Linked DNA regions of Mus musculus: region 2 is linked to region 1. The links are chromatin contacts, called in public promoter capture Hi-C maps. All regions are on one chromosome and are shown on one strand. Each heading gives the region's core, a stretch centred on a gene start, on an enhancer-like site or on the middle of the called end of the contact. The rest is flanking DNA. Distances are from core to core; before and after follow the strand shown.

What was found. Capture Hi-C pulls out chosen DNA fragments and counts their contacts.
Region 2: a promoter capture Hi-C map of pancreatic islet shows a contact between it and region 1. The contact joins two enhancer-like sites. A contact is called at or near these places in 2 of 484 Hi-C or Micro-C datasets (embryonic fibroblasts and nephron progenitors), 1 of 115 datasets of contacts at active chromatin or transcription factors (double positive thymocytes) and 4 of 9 other capture datasets (adipose tissue, liver, macrophages and 1 more).

The regions. Positions count from the first base shown.
Region 1 is chr5:36,515,931-36,519,146 of GRCm38.p6, forward strand. All of the region lies in intron 7 of Tbc1d14 (TBC1 domain family, member 14), which reads right to left. Among named protein-coding and RNA genes, the nearest start is that of Gm32528, 5.1 kb to the left of the region's middle. Within about 2 kb of position 1,726, at least 13 of the 459 cell types and tissues checked have an H3K27ac peak or open chromatin away from gene starts, as enhancers often do. A contact at or near this core is called in pancreatic islet, where this site is marked.
Region 2 is chr5:36,619,782-36,622,997 of GRCm38.p6, forward strand. The region is part of intron 3 of D5Ertd579e (DNA segment, Chr 5, ERATO Doi 579, expressed); the gene reads right to left. Among named protein-coding and RNA genes, the nearest start is that of Tbc1d14, 39 kb to the left of the region's middle. Within about 2 kb of position 1,445, at least 122 of the 459 cell types and tissues checked have an H3K27ac peak or open chromatin away from gene starts, as enhancers often do. A contact at or near this core is called in pancreatic islet, where this site is marked.

The DNA of each region.
Region 1 (3,216 bases), core at 476-2,975:
GCAGGCCGGCAGACTGGGCCCCTGGAGCACTGCAAGCCGTGCTCACCACTCAACAGCACGCATGTCCCATGCACTGGCTTTGTCTTAGCGCTGCCACTTCTACTCCCTATACCTCTTGCTTAACTGATTCCCAGCTCCCATACACTGAGGACTGCTGGCCAATCACTGCCTTTCTCTGTGTGCTTGCCACGTTATCTTTTTCATCCTTTACTCTGCAGGGTAGAGGCAAGCACAGCTGCCTTCACGAATTGTACTAAGTGTAACTTGTCCTAATGGTCCTGTTCTGGCTTTATGACAGCTCTAACATGCATGCAACCTATGCTGACATGCCACGGCAAAGCAGCACAGTTATGACACTTTAGTATGTTGTACTCTAAAGAGAAACACAGACGTGTCCAGGGCTGGGGTCGAGAGCATGCTCTGGGACCTTTGCCCACTCAATCTCTAGGTGGGCTGGCTGGCAGGTTTAGAAGCACATGTTCGATTTGGGAAACCCCAGCTTTTTCTTCTTAAAAGCTGAACAATTGGGAATTCGCTGCAACTTAACCTAATGGGACTATTAAGACTTCCTGGAAAAGTCAGGCTCAGAATCCAAATTAGGGCTTGGGTCAAAACATTTTTGTCACTCTCAGAGGAGCACACAAAACTACTACAGGGCCTGCTTATTGCCGGACTTTCTGGAACCCTCGGTGTGCCTCCAGGCACATCAGACCTCCTCTGCATCCCACTGGTGAGTCTTCCTGCCTCTTCAATTCTTCTCCCAGAGTCCTTATCTCTGCCTGGAAGTTCTACCCTCCATTCCTGAAAAAAGCCCAGCAGGTGATGGTGCATAAGAACAACACCACCAACATCTGGACGGTCCTCAGCTACTGGACAGACATCAGCATAGAAGAATACAAAGAGAGCCTTCACACAGTGTATGAGAATGCTATTCCAACAGCACGTGCCCATTAGGGCTCTACCTCACAAGTGAAGAACCTGTTAGGAGAGACTGGCTATAAATGTGTCCACGTCTGAGCTCACAGAACCTCCCCCACAGTTTTATAGTCGTGGTAGAAAGGTGACACTTTTCTCTCAGGACCCCCAACCCCAACCTCTTTTTAAAATTCGACTTATTGTGCATACACAAGTGTGTGATGGGGGAAGAACTCACATGTGCCACAACATACATGTGGCCAGAGACAACTTTGGAGTCAGCTCTCCCCACCCCCCCCCCTTGTATGTATTTCAGGATCAAACTTAGAGCACTAGGTTTGCATGCTATGTGCCTTTCCTGCTAAGCAATGCTACCAGGCCCCAGCCCCAATTTCAAAGTATAAGCCTGTCTTTCCTAGATGTGAGGTTTGGATGTTTTGCTTTTCTGGGGAAAGGGGTTGCTTATTTGTTATTGGATTTTGTTGTTGTCAACACACACACACACACACACACACACAGCTCAAGGGCTAAGATGCAGGCATGAGCACCAATCCTGCTCAAGAGTGAAGCTTAATAGTGCTATTGGACCCTGGGTCTTCCCAAGTCAGAACGAACTTCAAAACCTGCCAAAAGTAGAATGAGAACCTTGGCCCCACGCACACTGGCCACAGATATGGAACACAATGCCTAACCTTTTTCAAGAAGAAAATGAGGTCCCAAGAGCTGCCTGAGACCGACACAGCTGGTGTTTAATGAGACGTGAGGTACTGAACAGCAGCTGGTGCTTGGTACCCAGCAGACCCAAATCACTGTCTCAGACTGGCTGGGAGAAACAGTAAGGTAAGGTCAGAAAGCTGCCTTCATTCACTCAACAAACACCTTAGAGGCGCCTGCCACATGCAGAAAATTAGGCTGGTCACAAATGACAGAGCAGATGGCATTGCAGTGAGGCCATTCCAGTGGGGACAAAGGACAGGATGCAGCATTCACAGACAGACATAAGCTATACAGAGTGAGCCAGGACCAAGGTACAGGTCCTGGACAAGATGCATACCATCTGCTCATCATCTAGCTCATCATGGGTCTTAATTTAAGTAAATTAACCCCAGGTGTCAGTGAGAGGTACATATTAAATACATCCGCACTACACGTTGCATCCCCTTAGCCACAGGACTGCTGGTGGAGTTTAGAAGACTCTCAAGCACACAGGTCTTTGCATGCTCAGCCACGTCTCACTGCTTCCTCTGAGAAACTCAGATCAACTTCAAGTCACACATCACACATCACACATCTTCTCATACAAAGATCTTACAGTGAAATCTTGGCAGCAGTATTTAGCCAGAAGAGGAGTTTGGAGAAGAAGGTTCCTTGCCCTGCCATCCTCCTTGAAGGAAGCCAGTCACCACCTAACTGACAGCTCTGCTATTCAGCATGGAGACACTGCTCGGAACACAGCTACTGCCATGGCAGAAGCTACACTGTCAAGATGAACACATTAACCTAAGTAGAGGGGTCAGGGTCAAGCAATCGGCCTTAAACTGGAGGGTCTACCACAGTAAAAGCAGCTTGACCTTAATGAGAGGAAGGAGAGGCCCGCCTGCCTGCCAGAACAGCTTACTTTCAACAGGAGGAAACAGGACTTCCCTGTATTAAGGCTTCGTGTTTGATCTGTGTGCTTCTAGATCTCTGACACCCAGAGCCCTGCTGGGTACTACAAATACATAAGTAAGTCAATCTAGGCTGGTAGGGCAGAGCCACCAAAGCCAAGCACTTGAGAAATTTGAGGATTTGTTTTGTCTTAGAGTCAGGGTCTCACCCTGTAGCCCAGGCTGACCTTGACCACAACCCTTTTGCCTCAGCCTCTCAAGTGCTGGGACTGCAACTGTGTACCACCATGCCCACTTGTTTTCCCTCCAAGTTCTAATACTGGAGATGGAACCCAGGGCTTAGCTTATGCTGGTCAAGCACTGGACCATGGAGCTAGGTGCTTGAGAAGCCTCATAAACTCCATAAACACTGGGAACAGGTCCCCCCACCCCACCCCACCCCACCCCCATCCCTCCATTGCTTCACATGCTTATGCCCCATAGACAGATACCAGCCCTGGCCTCTCTAGGGCTAAAAACAAAAAACACCAAAGCACCCTCCACTCTCCTGCCTGACTGAGGAGAATTCTGCCGACCCCGCTGAGCCTGAGAGCTGTGCCTGCTGTCCTCTGTAGGAAGCCTGCTCTGGCCTCTCAGGAATCTGGAGCAGCCAGCATCAACCCACTACCCAGATACCTCTCAGAGAAGGCAGAGT
Region 2 (3,216 bases), core at 195-2,694, 100 kb after region 1:
ATTATTTTATGTCACTACGGAGGACCACAAGTTTCCATGTTCCAAAAGGAATATATTATCAATTCTTAAATGAATCCCAGAGTTTAAAAACCGGTAAAGCTAACCTACTGTAAGTATTTTTTCTTTTCTTTTCTTTTTTCTTTTTTGGTTTTTCAATACATGATTTCTCTGTGTAGCCCTGGCTGTCCTGGAACTCAGAAATCCACCTGCTTCTGCCTTTCAAGTGCTGGGATTAAAGGCATGTACCACCACTGCCCAGCTTACCATAAGCATCTTACTAATGAAGGACACTAAGTGGGACTTACTGATACATTGTGGCAATGTGAATGCTCTCCAAGAAAGGCTTCTGTCTTGCTCAACAAGGCCAAAGATCTATGTGTCCATCATTGGACAAAAGTTAGTCACCCACAAAAGCAACCTTAAGATTCTTTATAATCATGGTTTTATACAAATTTAACACAGGGGTTACAAAACCTCCTTAGTCTCTAGAAGATTAGAGCCTAAAGAAAACAAAGTAGGTCCCCCTTCCCTTTCCCTTCCTTGTCTTCTTCTTTTCTTTTCTTTTTTTAAAGTGAACTCTCACAACTCCAGCAGAAAGAGCCATACAGAACACAGGCCAATGCTGAAAGCACACATGGGAGCTCTCGGTTATTTTAAGAGATGGACCCAACCACACAGGGCCCACCAGTGAGGCGGTTCGGCTGGTGGTACAGATACTTGCCACCAAGCAGACAACCAGAATTCAGTGCCCAGTACCAACAAGTGTGCAAGGACAGAACATGTTTCTTAAGTTCCACAGGCATACGGAGAGGGCGTGAAAGGATCTGGTACTGAAGATAAAGTGAGGCAAGCTTCAAAGAAAATTTGCACTTGAAACAGCACAAGTACATATCTTTCACTCATTCTAAATTCTCATTTTTTTCTGCAAGAAAACAGAAAAAATATTGTACAATGGACAGAAGAGTTACAGTGTTTCTTAGAAACTTTGGATTTACTCAGGGACATGCTATGTCTGGGTTGGATTTTGTCTCTTTGAAAGGACACAGCTGGCCAGATGCACACAGAAGAGCCACCCAAGTTCCTGTGCCTCCGCTCTGTGACTCCAAGAGCTAAAAATAAACTTTACCCATTCGCCGAACTCAAAATGACTCAGCAAAGTATGGCAGATATTCTTTTTTTCTTTTTCTTTTTTAAAAAAAGCCCCCTTTACAGAGTTTTGGCTAGAAGAAACAGATTTCAGATAGGAAGGTAAATTGTAAATACCCACAGTTACTCTCTATCTGCAGAATATCCCAGTCTTTAAGAGGGAAAAGAGAAAATAGGTCAGAGGACAGCTGCCTCTTTCTTACAGCTCTAAAAAACAGGCAGACAATTGTTCAACAGTGGTAGACTGCACAATCCCATCACTGAAGTCTGCTTACCATAACGGTCAAGGTGTAATGAGGCCCGCAATTATAATCCACTTCTCCAGGATACAGAAACTAACACGGGTGTCAGCTGACACGCCACACGCTGTCTTGTACAACAAGCCTATGTCACTGCTTGCAAACCTGGGGCTATCTCCAGTGCAGAACATGGAACCTCTGGGGACTGCTTACCAAACTCCTTCCAACCTCTAAAATAGGCTACTATTTTTCAGGCCTGCAGAATGGCCATGACAACCTGTGAGCAGGGTACTCATATTATCTTTTAGTTAGTATAAACTACACAGACACACAACTAGTACATATAAAAGCAATATATATACAAACAATAAACAATATATTATCATTCATTCAAAGAGCATATGTATATGTCCATATGTATATATCTTTATATATAAAAATGCCTATGTTTTCAAATACAAGCAGCATTAAGAAACAGTGCTTTACTCCTTCCTTTGTGTAAATCAAGCTTTACTGATCAGGTTTCTGTTTTCTTTCCTTAGCTAATGTGTTTTTTTTTTACCTGCATGTGTGTATGCACCCCCCCTCCCCCCCCCACACACAAGAGAAACACATACCACCAATACCACACACATTTTTTAAAAAAACAGTACTGGAGACTGAACCTACTCTAGTTATTATTTTTAATAATCATTAGGTCATCACGGTATCCTAATAGCAAACTGAGAAGCATAAAGTCATCCGTCATACTATCATATGCTGGCAAGTATTCTAGAGTTCATTTAAAACTAAGAAATTTCATTTCCATTTCTACCTATACTGCCATAGTCTATCACATCCATAGGTTTGCTGGAAAATACTTATCTAAAGGCGTCTTAAGAAGGGACAAAGGATAAAGCGTACTATGTTCTAGAAAGCCCACAGGAACACCTGTGGGAACAAGATGCGGTGACTCTGCTGTGGTACCCTGCCTGGCCTCTCTTCACTGTACCAACTCAACCATCAAGTGTCCAAAGCATCTGGGAAGTGCTGTGCAGAGCAAGAGCACACTAACATGCAGTGAGCATGAGCAGGGTAGGCATGAACTGGAGCTACTTAGAAGGCAGCCCCTGGAAGCAAGGCTAGACACTCACTGGACAGTCATCTGCTCTCACCCACTGTACAAGTGATAGAGACTGGTAGCCCACATGCCCAACAGGTCCCATGGACAATAAGGACCTGTCCTCCTAGAAGTACATGGCACTACCTCTTACTTCTCTGAGAACAGAGGTAGGTGGTAGAGATTTAGTTTGATATCTCCACATCTGGCTCTGAATTCCTGCCCTACCGCACACAGGGATATGCCTATTTCCCAGCTCTATAACCTAAGAATACCTCCAGTTCTCTCAAAGCTCACCTAGTTAGCACACGGGTGATGTACCTGTCAGACAGAGCTCATTGTAACCCAGGTTACTTAAGTACCAGTGTCATTTCTAAATTCTGTATGTTCACTCCTTCAAAATTGCCTTCAGTGTCTGAGGATCTGGATTTGGAGCCAGACCTCAGGGTCTGAGTTGGACTACTATTATTATTAGCCTATTCAACACCAAGACCACCTCTAGCAAACAAAGTACCCCTGTGGGCTGCTCTCTGCAGCCACCTTGGCCTGGTCTTGGCTTTTGTCCTCCTCTGCTGGTGGCTGCCTGACAAGGTTAGGTCTGTTACTTGATGATATAAACTGAGTCTGGTCACGGCTTACAGCTGCTGTAACTGCTATTTCTAGGAGGTTTTCCTTCATCCCTTGCTTCTCACCCCACAGAATTCTCAGACATCTCCAACTGTCTCCAGGCTT